Linked DNA regions of Mus musculus: region 1 is linked to region 2. A link is a contact called in public HiChIP or PLAC-seq data. All regions are on one chromosome and are shown on one strand. The core of a region is the stretch at or near the end of the contact, and the rest is flanking DNA. Distances in the headings are between cores, read along the strand shown.

Region 1 (2,870 bases), core at 208-2,707, 110 kb before region 2:
GCAACTAGGAGAAGACTGGCTTCCAGGAAACTAGGAGGAGGGTCTTAAAGCCCATGCCCACAGTGACACACCTACCCCAACAAGGCCACACCTCCTAATAGTGCCATGCCTTGGGCCAAGCATACACAAATCACCATACCTTCCCTCTGCCAAGCTATTTATGGATACAAAACAACAAGTTCTTCTTCAGAACCAGCTTAAGAGACAGGATTGCTTTGTATGTTCCTTTAAATGTCTTAAGAAAAGCCCCATAAATTACCCGATTCCTTTTCTGTATTTCTTAACCTTAGTAAATGGATCTCCTTCTTTATTCCTTACATGTCTGTCTGAACATTAACATACATGGCTCCTAAACATGCTAGCAGTTAATTGTTACCATGCCAGTAGTTGTGTACTTCAGACCTGGCTCTTCTGTTCCTGTGTTTTCTTCTACCTGCTCCTCCGCTTCCTGTCCCCCTCCCACAGTCTCCTGTGGGCCCAGGCTCAGAGGGTTGAACTCATGATCTTCCTGCCTCGGTTTCCTTATCTCCACTGCTGAGATTACAGGCACGAATTACCCCCCACAACTGTGTGTGTTGTTGGTTTTCATCAAAGACATTGATCTACATTACTCTTCTTACACTTTCATTAAGTATGCCTCTGCTATTCAAGAGAGTAAAACAATCTAAGCCAGCCACAGGCATAGTTCTCTGTCTTCACACTGCTCCTGGCTCTGCGCTTGAAGCGTTCTGATTCCTCTGTAATGAAAACTGGTTGCTAAAACTTAGGTTTTTTTCCTTTGCCATTAAACATCTAGATGAAAAATAAAGAGGAAGAAGAAAGACAAAGGAAAATAGAGGCTAAGGAACAATTGCAGGCTGTCTTGAAGGCAGATAAGATCTTCCAGGAGCTTGAAAAGGAGAAAAGCCTCAAAGTGACCAGAGAGAAACTGGAAATTCAGGATGCTCACATTCAGCAAATAGTAAGTATTCTCACTTCCCCATCATTTTTACAGATAAATAGGCAACAGACTTCCTTTTGGATTCCTTTCTCTTAAGTGGTTTCCGTCATCAGACAGGAATAAATAAATGATCATTGTGGCGTCACAATAAAACCATAGTAAAAGTGTGAAATTAGCTTAAGGCTCTCTGTTCTGTGATTCTCTGCTGTGATGGCTTAAGGATTGAGCTTATGGGGCATCAGGAAAGAAGAAACCTGAGACATACATACAGAATAGCAGGGATCCAGTGGGCCATGTATTCTGATGAAGACACACCAGCAACCGCCTGGAAACTCAGCTCCTCTCTTTCACCCATCTGAAGTGAGGAGTAGGTTTATTATATACAGCTCAAACAGGAGCAGTATTACATACAGCCGAATAAGGAATCAGGCTTGGTTCATCTCTGTAGGGAGTCTGTAGGGAAGCAGTCTGAGGCTGTAAGTATCCAGGAGGAAGAAACTGCCATGGACATTTTTCTGGATTTGCTACTCCATGAGGCATTGTGTCGGTGCTCATGGCAACAGTATGCATTCACTCAGGACTGCATCTGCTCCCCACGGTTCTCATTCTAGGGTTTTGTTCACAACTTTTTATCTTTCTTTAGAGCCTGTTATGCTTAGTAAATACTAAGGACGATGTAGACACATGGCATGGGCTTTGGTGCACGTCCTTTGATGCAGGTTATTCATAGGTTCTGAACATGAATCTTTTGTGTCACTTTTCTCCCCCTTTGCTTTTTTATGGCACATCCTAATGCAGTCTCCCTCTAGCTAGATTTGCAAACATTATTTTCCCAACTTTAGAACAGTAGCCCAACAGCCATGTTGACTGGGGTCTTGTGGGATTCAATTGTGAGACAAAGGAATATCCGAGATTTAAATGATGGATGGAGAATCTGGTGGCCGGTCACTTCTGTGCAGAATCTTTTCCAAATATGCACTTGTCTCCCATTCCTATCAGCAGCATGAATGAGCACAAGTCACTCCACATTCTTCCCAAGCCTTGGTATTGGCATAGTGGATGCCAACTGTTCTGAGGAGTGGCCTAACCTGCCTTGAGAGAACTACTTTGCATATATTTGTTGGGCATTTATTGACTTCTTTTGCAAAGTATTTATTTAAACTTGTTGACAATTATTTTGATTTGTTCTTTTTTTCCACTTATTTATTTTTATTTTATGTGCATTGGTGTTTTGCTTGAATACATGTCTGTGTGAGGGTGTCTGATCCCCTGACACTGGAGTTGCAGACAGGTGTGTGCTGGGAATTTAACCTGGGTCCTCTGGAAGAGCAGAGTGCTCTTAAACCATTGAACTGTATCTCTGGCTCTCTTGGTTTATTTTCTTTGTGAGTGTGTGTGTGTGTGTGTGTGTGTGTGTGTGTGTGTGTGTGTGTGTGTGTGCACGTGCGTGCTTAGGCCCAAAGTTGATGTTGGCTATCTCTCTCAATTGTTCTCCCATTTTTGGAGGTAGGTTCTCTATCTGAACCTGCTGTTTACAGATTCCAACTAGCTTAGCTGAGATAGGGATCCCATCTCAGCTTCCTGAGTGTGGAGATTACAGGGAGCCTCCATACCTGCCCTGCTTTTCTTTGTGTTTTGGTGATCCAAACTCTGGTCATTAGGCTTGCAGGACAAGTATTTTATCCATTGAACCACTACCTCCCAGCACTTGAACAAGTTTAAACATGGAAACAGTATATTCCTGTGATTAACCCTATTTGATTATGATGCATTTTTTAAAATGTGTGTGTGTATTTGTGCTGGATTCAGTTACTTATATGTGTGAGGGCCTGTACACACACGCACACGCACACGCACGCACGCGCACACACACACACACACACATGCACTGGTACCTATGGAGACCAGAATAGGGAGTTGAAAACCCTGT
Region 2 (2,700 bases), core at 52-2,551:
AGGAGAGAATCGACTTCTGCAAGTTAACTTCTTCTTCTTCTTCTTCTTCTTTTTTTTTTTTTTTTTGGTTTTTCGAGACAGGGTTTCTCTGTACAGTCCTGGCTGATCCTGGAACTCACTCTGTAGACCAGGCTGGCCTCGAACTCAGAAATCCACCTGCCTCTGCCTCCCGAGTGCTGGGATTAAAGGCGTGCACCACCACGCCCGGCTTTGCAAATTAACTTCTGACCTCCACTGTGAATGATGCGCACAGAAAGCACTCTATCTCCACAGGCTCGTTTGATCCTTTGAGTTAGCTGTGTGACGACTACTCTCCTGCACTAGAATGAGGAAGGGTGTGTGATAATCAACCCCTCTTATTTTCCTGTCTTGATTTTTGAGACAGATGTCTGTAAACTGAAAATGTTCATGAAAACAGGGTTCGTCTGGATTAAGACCCACGGCACTCCCTGAACTACAGGGAAAGCCATAGAAGGTGTGTAATGAGTTACTGTACTTTGTAATTTCACAAATACCTCCTCCCTCAACTTCCAAAAGGAACGAATACTATGTTAGGCATCCAGTTACTACAAAGACTGAGAAATGTACCAATATCTCATTTTTTCTATTTTAGGAGACAGTGCTCATGATAAAGCACCATTAGGAAGCAGCTGAGGCGCCGTGTAGTTATTGATCCAAGAACTTCAGCTTCTATGTTTTCCATCACGATCTCAGCGACCCCCTCCCTGATTTCTGGGCAGGAAGGGTTTTTAACCATCTCCTCTTTTAAGCATATTCCCCCACAAACAGGGCTTCTTTATAACAAGCTCTCAAAGATTTAGATAAGGACTAAATGAAATCTTAGCTCCGACACAAGCTTTGCGTGGTCGGGAGTTTTGGAGAATTCTCACTCCCACCGCCCTCATTTTACAGACACGCCAACCGTGCAGAGGCCCGTAGTGTGCAATGCTATTCCGGATTTTGTTCTAGAACCCTGCTTTCCGGAATCCCTGCCCTATGTCCCCTCCACCGCAGGACGCGGAGGGTCACAGCCTTGATGGGCGCACACTGAGATAGGCCGCTGGCCAGGGCAGGGCCGAAGACCGCAGGGGACCATAGTCACGGGGTCTCAGCGCATCCTGAGACTCACTGCGAGGACACGTCGAAGCGCACGTCGCGGTCCTCCCACAACACGTCCAGCACAGACATGGTGACCGAGGGAGCTCGCCGATGAAATCCACAGTGGCTGCTCGGCGGCGTCTTATGGGCGCCAAGGCAACGCGCCGGCTTTGTCACGACATCTACGGCGGGCGCCGGGGCCCAAGCTTCCACCAGGTAGTGTGCGCTCTTTTCCCAGCCCGTTTGCGTCATTTGGTCTTGTTGAGGCGGGTGGCTGGGAAGCTGCTTCACTTCTGAGTCACCTCTCTGTTCTCTGCGCAGAACTTTAGCCATTTCAGCTTTCCTGCTGTTTTCCTACACCATTTAGAAATCTTAACTTCATCAAATTACATTACTGGTTTGATGGGGCTCTGACCCTGCCCACCTCCCATACCCTGGTGGCCTGGATCTCTGGCTACATTCCAGCCCGAGGCTCAGAACCTGTTAGAGGTCCTACTACATCTGGTCAGAACCATTGCTTCCCTAGATTCGTATAGTGCCAGCCCTTGCGTCCTATTTCACAAATCAGCTCTGGGGTCCCTCTATTGTGAGCAAACAAAACGTAGACACCTGATTCTTAAAGTTCACCGCATTGATCAATGTGCAGCACAGAGTACAAGATAAACTATGTCTCTGTCTCTCCTCCCTCTCCCCCTTCTCCCCTTCCCCCTCCCCCTTTCCTTTCTTCCTTTCTTCCTTTCTTCCTTCCTTCCTTCCTTCCTTCCTTCCTTCCTTCCTTTCTTTCTTTCTTTTTCTTTCTTTTTTTTTTTTTTGACATGGTCTCCCTTTGTGGCCCAGACTGGCCTCGAAATGTAACAGCTTCAGTTTCCCTAATACTGGGATTATAAACATACTTTATATATTTTTAAACGAATCAAATGGCTTTCTTTTACTATATGAAAATTATCAATAAACAAGTAACACGTTAAATAAATTACTGCTTCACAAAGAGTGATCTGGGGTCTCCTGGGCATACTCAGGAGCCTCTCATGGTTCCATAAGCAGAGTGACGTGAAAACACTTGCCTTTTAAACTCTAGCTGGGTCACGGGTTCACATTATGTATAACTGAGTATGTAAGCACACAGAACACTTCATTTGCTGTTTGTATTCTCCAAGACAGGGTTTCACTTGTGGGCCAAACTGGCCTGAAACTTACGATGTAGCGGCTTTGAACTCCCATCAACCCTCCCACCTCAGCTCCAGAATGCTGGGATTAGAGCCTCTCTACCCAGCTACTTGTTTAATGCACTATGGTGTTTTGGTTTTAGGATTTATTATATTATTCAAATCCTGTTAACGTTCATCTTCCTGCTCAGCCTCCTGAGTACTAGGATTGCAGTGTGAACCACCATGCTCACCTTTAAAAAAAGGTGACATGGGATTTGGTATGCTGCTGGAAGTAATGGCACACATCTTTTTTTTTTTTTTTTTTTTTTAAAGACTTATTTATTTATTATTATATGTAAGTACACTGTAGCTGTCTTCAGACACACCAGAAGAGGGAGTCAGATCTTGTTACGGATGGTTGTGAGCCACCATGTGGTTGCTGGGATTTGAACTC

The links. HiChIP or PLAC-seq counts read pairs in DNA pulled down with a chosen protein or histone mark.
Region 1: an H3K4me3 HiChIP or PLAC-seq map of stem cell-derived neural progenitor cells shows a contact between it and region 2, with 36 read pairs. The contact joins the enhancer-like site here to the promoter of Bbs5 in region 2. A contact is called at or near these places in 5 of 39 promoter capture datasets (the C10 cell line, embryonic stem cells, liver and 2 more), 4 of 15 datasets of contacts at CTCF or cohesin (the G1E-ER4 cell line, embryonic stem cells and pro-B cells), 83 of 484 Hi-C or Micro-C datasets (the AML12 cell line, B cells, the BV-2 cell line and 40 more), 15 of 115 datasets of contacts at active chromatin or transcription factors (the NIH/3T3 cell line, astrocytes, bone marrow-derived dendritic cells and 5 more) and 5 of 9 other capture datasets (adipose tissue, embryonic stem cells, liver and 2 more).

What each region holds. Positions count from the first base shown.
Region 1 is chr2:69,759,813-69,762,682 of GRCm38.p6, reverse strand. It overlaps Ccdc173 (coiled-coil domain containing 173), which reads left to right. Exons shown (of 9, transcript NM_001077684.1): 8 at 797-961. Among named protein-coding and RNA genes, the nearest start is that of Ccdc173, 28 kb to the left of the region's middle. Within about 2 kb of position 1,457, at least 12 of the 459 cell types and tissues checked have an H3K27ac peak or open chromatin away from gene starts, as enhancers often do. A contact at or near this core is called in neural progenitor cells, neural stem cells, regulatory T cells and 2 more, where this site is marked.
Region 2 is chr2:69,645,772-69,648,471 of GRCm38.p6, reverse strand. Bbs5 (Bardet-Biedl syndrome 5 (human)) reads right to left here and starts at 1,301. Exons shown (of 12, transcript NM_028284.3): 1 at 1,130-1,301. The coding sequence starts at 1,188.